Regions from separate parts of the Mus musculus genome. Here region 1 is linked to region 2. A link is a contact called in public Hi-C data. All regions are on one chromosome and are shown on one strand. The core of a region is the stretch at or near the end of the contact, and the rest is flanking DNA. Distances in the headings are between cores, read along the strand shown. Region 1 overlaps Ttc28 (tetratricopeptide repeat domain 28). Region 2 overlaps Ttc28 (tetratricopeptide repeat domain 28).

Region 1 (6,078 bases), core at 122-2,621, 130 kb before region 2:
AGGTCCCATCCTTGCTGGGTGACACCGTACCACTGAACAAGCTTGTCATGCTCTGGCAGCTCCTGGGGAGACAGGACCAGGGTTGGAATCAAGCTCACCCTCCATCATTCTGGTTGCCCAGAGGCAGGGCCTCTCAGCATGCCTGTCACCTCCAGCTCGTGCTTGCCCCTTGCAGGGGTACTGTCATACAACATTGAGTTCTGTACAGAACAGCGTGCGTGCATCTCTGTGGTGTCAGCTATGTAATCAAACATCCCAGAGTGCTGGTCCCGCATGGCGCAATTGTGCTCCGTCAAAGACAGGGGTCAGGAAGGGTCAGTGCAGCGGCCAGGCTGACAAGGAAGATGACGTTCAGTAGCAGTGAACTCACTGCTGAAGTGACAAGACAAGGATCTGCTGGCCAAACCCAGCCAGACCCTGACAGGGACTCTCCATTTCACAGGGGTGCCCTGAGAGCAGCTGATTGGAAAGTTGCCTGTAGAGGAGGGGCACTCTGAGCAGCTATTAGGGGCAGTTTCACTAACACAGAGGCATCTTCAACCCCCAGGACCTCCAGGAGTCATACTCTCAAAGGGTGACAAGGACAACTACTGACTGATTCAGAAAATATGTTTAGGTTATTAAGTACTGCTAGGCAGAACCATGGTCTCCACTAAGCATGCAGGTAAATGGGGAGGAGGTGGCAGAATCCTCCTGGCAGCCTGGCTCGTGGCCTCAACGTGGCCAGCTGGTAGCACACTCTGTGAGACTGTCGAGTGTTAGCAGTGTATTGTTTCCACGGTATGCGGCAGGACCTGCACTGGCACGAACTGTGCCAGACGCCAGACAGAGCAGCAGGCTGTATGGCAAGTGCTCTGCCTGTTAGTTTTGTGACAGCTATTCAGTTGTTGCCAGAGGGCTTCCTCCGGGGCCAGTTGGAGGGGGCCTGTGTGCCTCCCCGGCTGTGGCTCCTGTGTTCTACTTTCTCCCTTAGGTCTTCCCCGTCCCACCTATTTCCTGGGGTGCAGCCATTCCCCTCTACTCGGGAAATATGATTACAAGTGACAGGGTGTGCTATAGCTTTGCTACCAGAGCCATTGGTGTACAGATGACCCTGGAGAGACACTCTGTATCCAGGGACAGTGCTCTCCGAAGGAGAGATGTGCACATTGTTCTCTGAAGACGTGCTTGAGCAGAGCATTGGCTCCCTTCTGGCTGTACAAGGGGGCTGGGTTCAGGGCTGGCACAGGACAGGCACCTTCCCACTTCCCATTGACCCAGCAGCAGGCCAGGTCCCCAAGGAAGTCCTCAGGGGCCCTCTCCAGTCTCTCATCTCTGCAGCTGCCCTGGGCAGGGCAGGGGTCAAGCTTTGTATGCCACTGGACTTGCACTATCACAGAGATCCAGCAGGTGGCGGTAGATCACTGTCTTGCCATCCAGTCCCAGCTCCACTTGGGACAGTGACAGCTAAGTCCCAGCTCCACTTGGGACAGCTAAGTGACAGCTCAGCCCCAGGAAGAGGGGGTTCCTTGGCTATGAACCCACTTTAGAGGACTGCAGAGCACAGCAGCCTGTGCTGTGCAGGGAGGAGGCAGGGCAGGTGCAACCCAGGGCGTATTGTTCACACACTGTTGGAAGAGGCGGCTGTCGGCTTGGTGTGACTAAGCCTGGTCTCCCCTGACAGACGCTGCTGTGCCCCTGAGCCCACCACCTTCCGCAGAAGCTTGGGATGGCAAGGGAGCTGGCATCTGTCCCTCCTGACACTGCTGCTCGGGGGCAGCATAGGGGCCCACTGACCTTACCTGTGCTTGGCATGGAGAGGTGAGACTACAGGCAGGGGCAGTAGCCTTCTCACCTATCCATGACAGCAACGTGGTCAGCCCTTTGCAGAGGCTCTACACCCCAAAGCAAGCCCACGGGGCGTTGCTCCCTGTGAGTTCACAAGGACCCCTCAGATATGTTGGGAGGAGCTGTCCGCAGGGGCCAGAATGATCCTGCTTTGCGCCTGGAGGAGCCTAAGCACACACAGGTGAGTGCTTGCTGGAGCTTTAGAAGCCCAGGGCCAGCATCTAAGGAGGGTGAGTGGGGTCTGGGAGACTGGACCACAGACTTTCCATCTGACAGGTCAGATCCTGTGCTGCCTCTTCATGTAGCTACGAGGCTCTGGGTGACTGCTTCTTCCAGGCAGCTGGAACAGCTGGATTCCTTGTAAGCCTGCTATCAGTGACAGCTATTCCATTGTTGCCTGAGAGAGCAAGCCAGAGGGACTTTCCTCCAGGGCCAGTTAGAGAAGGTGGGGCAAGCCTTCCCAGTTTCCTTTGAACCGTGCCCTTTACAGCTATGGGAAGAAGGGTCAACAGAGATCAGGGAAGTGCTACATTGTGCTGGTGCTTAGAGGCATCAGCTGAGCATCACAGGTGCCTTCTCTTTGCTGGGGTGGTACCTGACCAAAGGACCCTTCTATCCTTCCCCCACTCTCCAGTTAAGTGAGTCAGGCACATGTAAGTATGTAGTAGCAAGGTAGCCAGCACCTCGGGGGTGGAGAAAGAAATCCTAGAGCAAATCCAGTCTCTAGAGATGTGCAGCCCAGGGCGGGGGTGGGGGTGGGGTTGGGCAGACAGACCCAGAGAAAAAATGCAAGGGAGCAGGCAAAGACCTCTATACCCAAAGCACCAGGGAATCTTCGAAGAAGAGAGTACTCAGCTAGGAAAGCCAGACTTGGTCATGTCCCAATGCCAGGCAAAGATCTGGAGTCAGTAATGACAAGCCTGGGACTCCTCTGGGCCATACAGAGGGGACAGACTATGGAGAGAGTGGATGGCAGGGTCACGTAGAGGCTATCTGACTCCACTTAGCATCCTGAGAAGGGGTAAGACTGTGTGAGTGGGGGTCTGGAGACCACCCACTTGCCTCAGGGTATGGGTGAGGGATGAACCCCATCTTGCCACCACTCTGTTGGGAGTGACATGTCACGTAGTGCTGGCCACCTTGCAAGGCCCTCTTCCAGGATTGCATCACCACTCCCTGTGAACGGTGAATGCTCAGGCATGGGGTGGGGGTAGTCAGCATGGGGACCGGAAGCACCTGCAGGCCCACCTGCACACTGGCTCTTGTCCTTCCTAATGCCACGACCTTTAAATACAGTTCCTCATGTTGTGGTGACCCCCAACCATGAAATTATTTTTGTTGCTACCCCATAACTGTAACTTTGCTGCTGTTATGGATCTTGATGTAAATATCTGTGTTCTCTGATGGTCATAGGTGACCCCTGTGAGAGGGTCATTTGACCTCCGAAGGGGCTGACACCCACAGCACTAGCATATCCGGCTGGGGCTGGAGTTACCAGGCATGGGCTGTGGGGGGCAGAGTTGGGGTTTAGCGGCATCTCCAGCACTCACTGTCACCTGCAGCTGGGGAGTGTCATCCCTGGGACAGGGCCTCAGGTAGGGAGCTTCTGGGGCTGCTGAGCTGAGTCCACCTCCCAGTCTTCTATACAGTCTTGAGGGATTAGCATATTGTAGACAGGAAAGTGAATTAAGAAGTAATGAGGAGACACTCTTGTCTCCACGCTCAGCCTCGCTCTTGCCTGGCAAGAGGGCCATCAGCCATGCGATGCTGCCCACATACCAGGAAGCCAGCTGATGTTTGCAGAGTGGTCCTTAATTGCCACACTGAAGGGACATGGTGGGGGGGGGGGTCTGTGCACATGTTAGGACTGAGAAGGTGTCTACTAGGTGTCAACTACAGCCTGGTGAGGCCTGCATCTAGTTTTGGGCTTGCTGTTCTTGATCACAAGCCAAAATCTTATCCCTTGCCACCCAGGTGGAGAAGATGCCAAGTCTAGCCCAACCCCACACCTCCTTGCATCTGGCTGAGTCCTTCTAAGACAGAGGGACACCCCCACGGCCAAGAGGGAGGGAGGACCAGCTTGTCCCTCACGCTTTTGGCTTCTTTCCTAAAGTTGCTGGGCCCTGGGAAGGCAAACACACTGCTGTCACCCTGATAACACAATGACAGGAAACCAGGCTGCTACAGACAAGGTACACAGTGCCTACATGTAGGGCTGCCAAGAAAGGCTACCCACCCAGTCTAGTCCCTCTGGTCCCTCTGCACTCCCGAAATAGCCATCATCCCTTGAAGACAGGAATTATGAATTCTGACAAAATATGGCTAACATAAGCCTGGGGCCATAGCAATTTCACCCACAACCCACCCATCTGTTAAGTGGCAGGGAACTGGGTCAGGGTGGCTGGATGTGGAGAAGTTCATTTCTGGGCCACTTCTGTCTCCCACCCTGCTGGCTTCTTGGCTCCTTTTGGCCTCCTGAGTTGTAGGCCTGAGAGAAGCTGGCAGAGAGGTGAGAGCTACTCAACTTCTTCCTGAGGCTGGGCAGGCAGCTCAGACTTGGCATGGCAGGCCAACAACCCTGGACTCCACTGTATTAAAAACAGGAAGGTGGAGAGCCTGCACCGCCTCCATCTGAATTGTTGGTACAGAGGCAAAGCACCAGGCTTGCTGCTATAGCTCCGTGTCCCACGGAAGGAGCACAGGGACACGTGCTGCAGGGAGCACCTTGTGTTTGGGGCTGAGCGCCATCCATACCTGTGCAGGAGGTTGTTGTGGCGCACCATCCTCAGGAAGCCCGTGGGGTCGGTTACCGAGTTAAGCTGCTTGTTCATCTCCTCCAACTGCTGTTCCATGATGTCTCCAGCTTCGCTTTCTGTCTCACTGCTGGCACAGGCCCTGTGGAAAACCACCAGAGAGGCGCCATTACTGTGGAGTCGTCCTCCTGATGCTAAGCGCCCCCACTGCCTTCCACATTGTGGCTCGCTGGTGCCTGTACCGTCTACACAGCAACAATGAACTGTGCAGATGGAGCAGTGTTTGAACAGTGTGTGCCCTAGCATTGAGCACATGCTGGAGGAGCAGGCACTCTGTCCAGGCTGTGTTTTAGTGGGGCAATCCCTAGCACAGGTTTATTCTAATCCATTCTAGAAACATTTGCTGATCACCTGTACTGTACCAAGCATGGGGCTAGTCTGAGATGGGGAGACAGTCACGGATGGTTTTGATGGATAGCACTGGCTTCTTGGGTCCCTTCCCTGGGTGGAACTTGAGTATGCGACCAGTTTGGAATTCATTCATAGCCCCCTCCCCCGTGACAGACATGTGCAGCAGAGCCCTGATTTATAAATAAAATGACTACAGGCTTGCTTCATGTCCTGCTGTGTGCTGTGCAGGGGGATACAGAGGACCACAATGATGCCCAAATCACCATCCCACCATTCTCTCTGCCTATGGCCTCCTGGACCCAGACTCAGCATCAGGCCCAGGTCACATTCACATCTGGAAATGTCCAGAGTGAGACCTTGGGGCTCACACGTGAGGGCCGAGTCTCCAGTGTGACTTATATTCTCCAGAGCTTGCGTCTCTATGTGATTCATTCACACTTTCTAGAGTCTTAAATGTTCCTTGTTGAAATGACAGAGTAGTCTTGTATTCCTGACCCCAGCAAACTGAAAGAGCAGTTTACCCAATAGCGAGAGTAAGAAAAAGTACACTAGGTGGTGGTATATGCCTGCAATCTCCACTCTTGGGAGGTTGAGGCAGGAGAGTCGTGCGTTCAAGGCCTGCTTCGACCTGCTAAGACCCTATGTAAAAAAGTCTCCTTTCATTGAGCAACTGGTATGTAGCAGATCCTTAGCTGGGGCTGCCCTGGAGAGGCTCAGAGATGGTGCTGATGATCATGGAAACCTTTACACAGGAATAGCACTCTGTACTACTATGTTCCCCAGTGAATGCTGCAGGAGCAGCCAGGGTGGGGGTGAGATGGGAGTGCCAGTGAGCAGGCAGGAATCTGCCACAGGTGCTGTGTGGAAAGCCTTCACCACCGTCTGGGCCTGGTCTTGGTCACTCTTCTGACGGCCACAGTAGAAGAGACAGAAGGATCATCGGTAGGCAGAGTTTCAGACAGAACTAGTTGCAGCTCGGCAGGGAAGGTAGGGAGGCTTCAGGATGGGTGTGGCCAGGAGCAGTGGAAGGGAGGCCCTGGTCATCTATGCCGTGGGCACCAAGGCCAGTGTCCCTTTTTGCAGTGCT
Region 2 (6,533 bases), core at 1,175-3,674:
AGAGGGGGAAAGGGGGTGAGAGGGAGAGAGAGGGGGAGAGGGGGAGAAGGGGAGAGGGGGAGAGAGGGGGAGAGAGGGGGAGAGGGGGAGAGGGGGAGAGGGAGAGGGAGCACGTAGGCCCATGCTGTCTCTTAGCTGCTCATTCAAGAAATGTTTATTTAACATCTATTGTGTGGCCATCACTAGAGAAGCAGACTATACAAGAAGAAGAGAAGGCTCTGTCCTGGGGAATTCATGTTTTAGCACTGAATAAAAGACGGTTGACAATTATATATACTTACTTTACAGGGGGTAAGATGTCAATTATTGTCAGATAGATTCTCAGGTCAGATGGCAAAATGAGAAACAAAAATATGACAAGAATCACAGCCAGAAGCTCGAAGGCTTCAGCAGGGAAGGAGAAGAGGCTTGCAAGGGGGCCTGAGAGGCTTGATCACCTCCTCTCAAACAAGCAGGCAGGGTGGAGCGATGCTTGGTTTCCTCTCAGGAGGGCTGGCGGTGTGTTGGTGTGTTATTTAACTGCAGAGAGGAGATGCCTAAGCAAACAGCACACACACAGACACTCTGCCGTGCTCCTGGAGGACTTCATCTGACCCTGAGACTGTCCCCTTGCCACAGGCCACAGAGAAGGCAAATGAAACTGGGAAAGGCGTCAGCCAAGAAAGAGGAAGCTCCCTCCTCGGGCACCAGCTGCCTGCTCGGAACAGTCACATCTCTGCTTGCTCTTCCTATACATTATTCAATGTTTTTAATTCATTACAAATTACATCTAAATTTTCTTGCTCATGTTCATTTATGGGACATTTTAATCTTGTCATCTTTTTTCATGTACCGTGCAAGCAAGAAGAGAATATCCAAGTGCAACATACTCCTCAGAAACAAGCTAACGGCACAATTTCGTGTCAATTTCACAGCTCAGTGAAGTGAAAGGGATCTAGCGGCCAACCACACGCACCTAGAAGGAGGTCTACGTAGGGGCCTAGTCTTGATGGGGCCTGTGCCGTGCCTACAAGCAAAATAAGCTCAGCGGTAACATCATGTATTAAGAGAGAACACAGTTATCATTCAGACGCCCTTAGAGCGCTCTAAACAGAACGCAGAGAGGACGCCGGTGCAGGCTTCGTTTTCACAGTGTGCAAAGTTGTTCCTTGAAAACTGTGCTTGCATTCATAGGAGCTTCCCTTTAGGGCCTGGATAATGTTTAGAAACAAATTTTCATTGGAAGAGCCATAAAGCCGAGTAATTATGTTAACAGGTTCTGATGGGCTTAAAAAATCTTATAGCTGTCTATAATCTCAGGGTTCGGGAAGCAGAGGCAGAGGGATAAGGAGTCCAAGGTCATCCTTGGCCACATGGGCAGTGTGGAGTGCACAAAACAGAGAAACAAGCAAACAAACAAATCGACCCATACAACCAAAACCAAAACCAAAACCACACAGAGGACAGGAAAAAAAAAATCAGACTATATTTAACATAAAACCAGAACCAGTTCAAAGATGATATAGCTCTTATTAATAATTACATACCTATTCTTAGGTTTGGTGTGTGTAGGTGTGTGCAGATTCCCATGTGTATGGGTGGGTGCTTATGCCCCTCATGTGAATGTATATGGAGGTCACAAGACCATCTCAGCCATCAATCCCCAGGAGCCAGTGGCCTGGAACTCTCCAATTAGGCTAAGCAGGCTATCAGGAGCCTCAGATTCCCCCATTTCTATCACCCCACCACTGGGAATGTAAGTGCTGGCACAGTGCCTAGCTTTTAAAGAGACGTGTGTGTGTGTGTGTGTGTGTGTGTGTGTGTGTGTGTGTGAGTGCAGGTACCCACAGAGGTCAGAAAAGAGCATCAGATCCCAGAAAGCTGGAGTTACAGGTGGTTGTTGCCAGCTGCCTGAGATATGTGCTGGGAACTGAACTCAGGCCCTCTTAGCTAACTACTCTTTGCTACTGAGTCATTCCTCCAGTCCCAATCCTGGCTTTTGTATGTAGGTCCTGGGGATGGAACTTGGGTCCCAGCTTGTCAGAAGAGGCCACCAGATCCCCTATGATGAGGACTGAACTCTGGTCATCTGCAAGGGCAACTTGTACTCTTAAGCTCTGTCCAACGTCCCATACCTGGAAGATGGGTTTAAATTCATCTCTTCCATGAAGCTGGAAGTAAATACTGAATTCCGTTCCTAGTACAGTTTGCTAGCTTTAGTGGCAGGAAATCTTCATCTCCAAGGGCATACACTACGCCTTCCTTACACTACCTATACTCGCCTCTGCCAAATGAAAGACCGGGTGAGTTATAGAAGGCAGGTTCTCTAGTCACAGGTCTGAAATGGATTGTGACAGTCAGCAAGCGTGCTGGGGTGCTGTGCCCGGGAGGCCTTTGTAGGCTCCTGCAAGGCTCGTCATGTGACCTCCCATGGAATGCCTCACAGGGCTACTTGTTTCCTGTGTTTGTGCCCACGACGAGCACATGCAGCACTCGGAAATGACTGAGGTGCTTGGCACCTTCCACCCTAAGTTATCCGCCAAATCCCCTCGGCACTGAGACACAGAAACTCTCCCTACACTCAGAGAAGGAAAACAGGATCGGCAGAGCCCAACAACAGGCAAAACGGCAATCTGGTAATCGCTGCGGTTCAGTCTTCATTCCACTGACCTCAGAGCTCCTGCTTTTCTCACTGTGTTACTGGCCTCATGATAAAATGGCAAGAAGCAGAAAGACCAATTATCACAGATGAGAAAAATCAGACAGGATGGTGGGCTACACTGCGCCCGACTTCAGTGGAAATGCTTCTTTGAAAGGAAGCAGACTGCTCAGCCCAGTGCCTGGCCAGGAAGGAAATGACAGCCCTTGGATGCAACAGTGTGGTGTGGGAGGCGGTGGTCAACACCAGCAGCACTAGGCTGAGCATGAACACTTCCAGCTAAGCAGGATGCATAGAGAGCCAAGAGGCCAGCGCTCTTACAGCATGAAGAGTCGGGCCCCTGGGTATCTGCTAGGCTTCCAGGGTCAACATTCAGCAAGGGGTATCTCTGGTGACAGTTCCTGAAAGGGGACAGATGAGGCAGTCTATCTGTTGGCCAGCCCTCCTTGTGTGAGCTTTCTCAAAGCAAGGCAGTGTGGGACTCTGGCACCAGGATGCTGATGTAAGGCATCTGGGGCTGGCCTGAGGGGTTCTTCGGGGGGAGCTGTCCAGGAGCTCCTGCTCAGGTCAGGAGGCACCAAGGCTGGCTGCTCATTCCTGAGGCCCCAAGCTTGCAGGACAGCAGGACAGAGGGCAACAAAGTGCTGCCCTCAGGCCATACACATGGATGGAGGGTGGTGTGGTGAAAGCTTCCTGAGACTGTTCGAGGAGAAATGGAAAGGACTGGGTGATGAAGGCCTTATAAAACGAATGTTTTATCTGGACAAAGATGGGAGGGCGAGACCCTGTCAACAGAGGAAATGAACAGGTCGCAGAAGGACAACAACTCCATGTATGTAGGACGACAGAGGGGTTAGCCGTCTACAGGCATCAGCAATGGGTGAGGCACCCCCCACAATGGGTGTGTTACACTGCCACTTGTCACCTGAGAGCCTCAGCAGAGTAGACACACGCTCAGGTCTGCAGAGTCCTGCAGAAGTAACTAGTCAGTGGCTGCTTCACTGCAAATGAACTTGTGGATCGCTGGGAAACAGCAGCATCATCGTGTGACGGCCCTCTGGAAGGGCCTGGACACACTGTTCACTGCTTATATGTACAAGGGCCTAAAGCCCAGTCAGGATCAGTAAATGGCCTGTGATAAATGACCCCTTCAATCCTGCAGTGAAGCTGGGGACAGAAGGGTCTGAAGTGTCCCTAATGGGAACAGCATGTGTTCTTGTATTTGTATTCGCTCAACACAACACATGTGGTACCCACACACGGCTGAAACCTGCAGGAAACCTTAGCGCCCCCATCTATCTCCCTGACAGCTCTTACTGCAGCAGCCAGCCCTGAGATCAGGGGCCAGGCTGGGGGCTGAAGTCACTTTAATCTCCACAACTTTCTCAGGCTCTGGTTCGACATGGAAAAATGAGTTAGTTCCAGAGGTGCTCCTAAATTAAGGGAGACATTAAAATTTAAAATGAGATGCTTGCAAGGCTCAGGGATGCCAGACTCAGCAGTCAAAACACGAGCCGTATCTGCTGCCATCTCCGCCAGTGACATAAGCAGGTCACTTTGTTTCAGGAGTTAGTAAAAAGGGAAGAAAGGGTCTGGAACATGACCCCAGTGTTGGTTACAGCTCCGTCCTCCATAAATAAAACATTGAAGCCACACTGTGGGCCTTCTGCTGACACGCACATGGGGAGGGAAACAACCCCCCCACCTTCTCAGGCTGCAGGATCTGTTCTCGAGGCGGTGCGCAGAGGACCACACTTAATTCAAACCAGAGTGTGCTTACAGGTCTGTTTCCTACTGCTTCCACTCCTCCTGCTTCTCATCGTGGGAAGGACGGGCTAAATGTAAAGATGCGTGGGGCACTGGCGAAGGGGGTGGGGCACAGCCACGCCACTGGTTGCTTTTGCTCTAGCTTTATGGTGTGATTGCTTCCAATTAGGGAGACTGCACATGGTAATTCATGATAGGCAAGACTAGGGGATTATTTTAATTCCATAAGCCTCCAGATTTGTCTATAATTCTTTATGTATCCTAATAACTTATCCCCCAAAGAGAAGCAGGATAGCAAGACAGGGAAGAAGGCAGAGATACATAGAGATCAGGACAATGGCAGCCCAGGGTTCAAATCTGTGTTCCATGGAGGATTTGACCCTGCTTCCCCTCATTTGCAAACCGAGGGCGAGAACAGGATCTACCCCGCCAGGCAGCTCTGGGGATTAAGTAAGTGAAAAGATAAAGCCCTTGTTTCCATATCTGGCACGGAGAACACTCACTCCATGTAAGCTCCAATTATCCGTATCATCACAGTTATTTCTCGAAGCACCAAGTGACCCTCCAGCCCTGTCCACCTTAGGAACAGGTATTGCTAAATCCCCCATGGGTAATGTTTCTTTTTTTTTTTTTTTTAATTTAAAACTAATTTTTAATCATGCAGGTTGAACATGAAGACATTCTCCTCTGCAGAGATAACTTAAGTGAATTCCTACTTGGAGCCAGAGGGCTGAGTGAGATAATGCCTTACAGTCTCTGGGGAGCTGATGAATTTCTTGAGGGCAGGGACAGGAGGGCAGAGCCTCTACCAGGATGGTGCCAGAACAGGCTGCACCAACTGTCCTTTTCCCTTGGGGCAGGCTGCACGCCCTTACAGCTAGCTGCCTGAGCACTCACAGAAGTGGGCAGCCCTAGACAGCAAATAGCCACCCAGCAGAGCAAGAGCATGGATGTGCCTCAGCTTGACGGCCTGAATAAAGACATTTTATCTATTGTACTGAAGACTCAATTCTGAGACATTACCTCAGAGGTCGGGCCTGGAGACCCTACAGTCACTCCACCTTTTTGAGACTAGAGCACAATTTCTCAGAGAGGGTTACACTTCTCTTGTCACTGAATCAAAGACTCTCAGATACTTAGACACATTTTTAATTAGCACGAATCTAAGGAATTCACTCTGGACATAAAAGAGAAGGTTGCCTGATGGCCCTGAGAGTTGCAAAGCCTTGTCCCGGGAGACAGTTGTAGACGTTCTCTAGAAATACTCTCTGTGGAGACTGTAAACTGTGGTCTGCAGTTCACACCACTCTGCCGTCTCTAGAATTCCACCAGACAGTCATGGCCCAGAGGCCTCACAAGCTAACTTCAGTGTGAGGGTGCTCTGTGTAACGCTCTGAATGAAGACATTCATAAAAAGACCATTTTGTTGTTCTTAATCTTCTTCTTTTCATGATTCAAAATGCTGCCTTTCTCTCAAGATTGTAAATTTAGTTTCCTTATTCTCTTTGTATTTTCATTCTGTATGTCTGTGTGGTGTACGCACATGTGTGTGCATTCACATGCGTGTGCATTCACATGTGTGTGTATTCACATATGTGTGCACATGTTTGTGTGAAGGTATATCAATGTTAATATCATTAACAAAGTGAAAGGTTTTAACTCAAATTCAAGTTTAAACACTCTGTCATGTGAAGAATCAATCAGAAGTTAGCCCTTAACTGAAACAGACAAACTTAACTATTAAAAGCACATGCTTTCTACCACAGATACTTCAGACCCTAGGCTGGAGCCATTTACACATTCTAATACATAATGGGGGAGGGGTAGTTAAGGCGGGGTTTCTTTAGTTCTGACTGTCCTGGAACTTTCTCTGCAGACCAGCCTAACCTTGAACTCACGTAGGTCTGCCTGCCCATGCCTCTCAAGTGCTAGGATTAAACGTATGTGCCACGACTGCAGAGACACTTGCCACTACAAGTGCTACTCTGTCATCTGAACCACTGGAGGGTTACTTATGCCAACCGAGTTGGAGGTTGTCTTAAATTACTTCCTATTTTTGTGAGAAAGACCATGACCGAAAGCAGTTTGGGGAGGAAAGACTTGGCTTACATTACCTGAGTCAGAATCC

Evidence for each region. A called contact is a pair of places that touch in the nucleus more often than the background predicts.
Region 1: a contact with region 2 is called in a Hi-C map of cerebral cortex, with 2.5 times the contacts expected there. The contact joins two enhancer-like sites. A contact is called at or near these places in 5 of 484 Hi-C or Micro-C datasets (the HL-1 cell line, cerebral cortex, nephron progenitors and 2 more), 2 of 115 datasets of contacts at active chromatin or transcription factors (cardiomyocytes and embryonic stem cells) and 1 of 9 other capture datasets (embryonic stem cells).

Annotation. Positions count from the first base shown.
Region 1 is chr5:111,265,179-111,271,256 of GRCm38.p6, reverse strand. It overlaps Ttc28 (tetratricopeptide repeat domain 28), which reads right to left. Exons shown (of 23, transcript NM_001267622.1): 13 at 4,582-4,722; 14 at 1-62. Among named protein-coding and RNA genes, the nearest start is that of Gm35628, 33 kb to the right of the region's middle. Within about 2 kb of position 1,371, at least 20 of the 459 cell types and tissues checked have an H3K27ac peak or open chromatin away from gene starts, as enhancers often do. A contact at or near this core is called in cerebral cortex, where this site is marked.
Region 2 is chr5:111,135,747-111,142,279 of GRCm38.p6, reverse strand. The region is part of intron 5 of Ttc28 (tetratricopeptide repeat domain 28); the gene reads right to left. Among named protein-coding and RNA genes, the nearest start is that of Gm35628, 96 kb to the left of the region's middle. Within about 2 kb of position 2,424, at least 72 of the 459 cell types and tissues checked have an H3K27ac peak or open chromatin away from gene starts, as enhancers often do. A contact at or near this core is called in cerebral cortex, where this site is marked.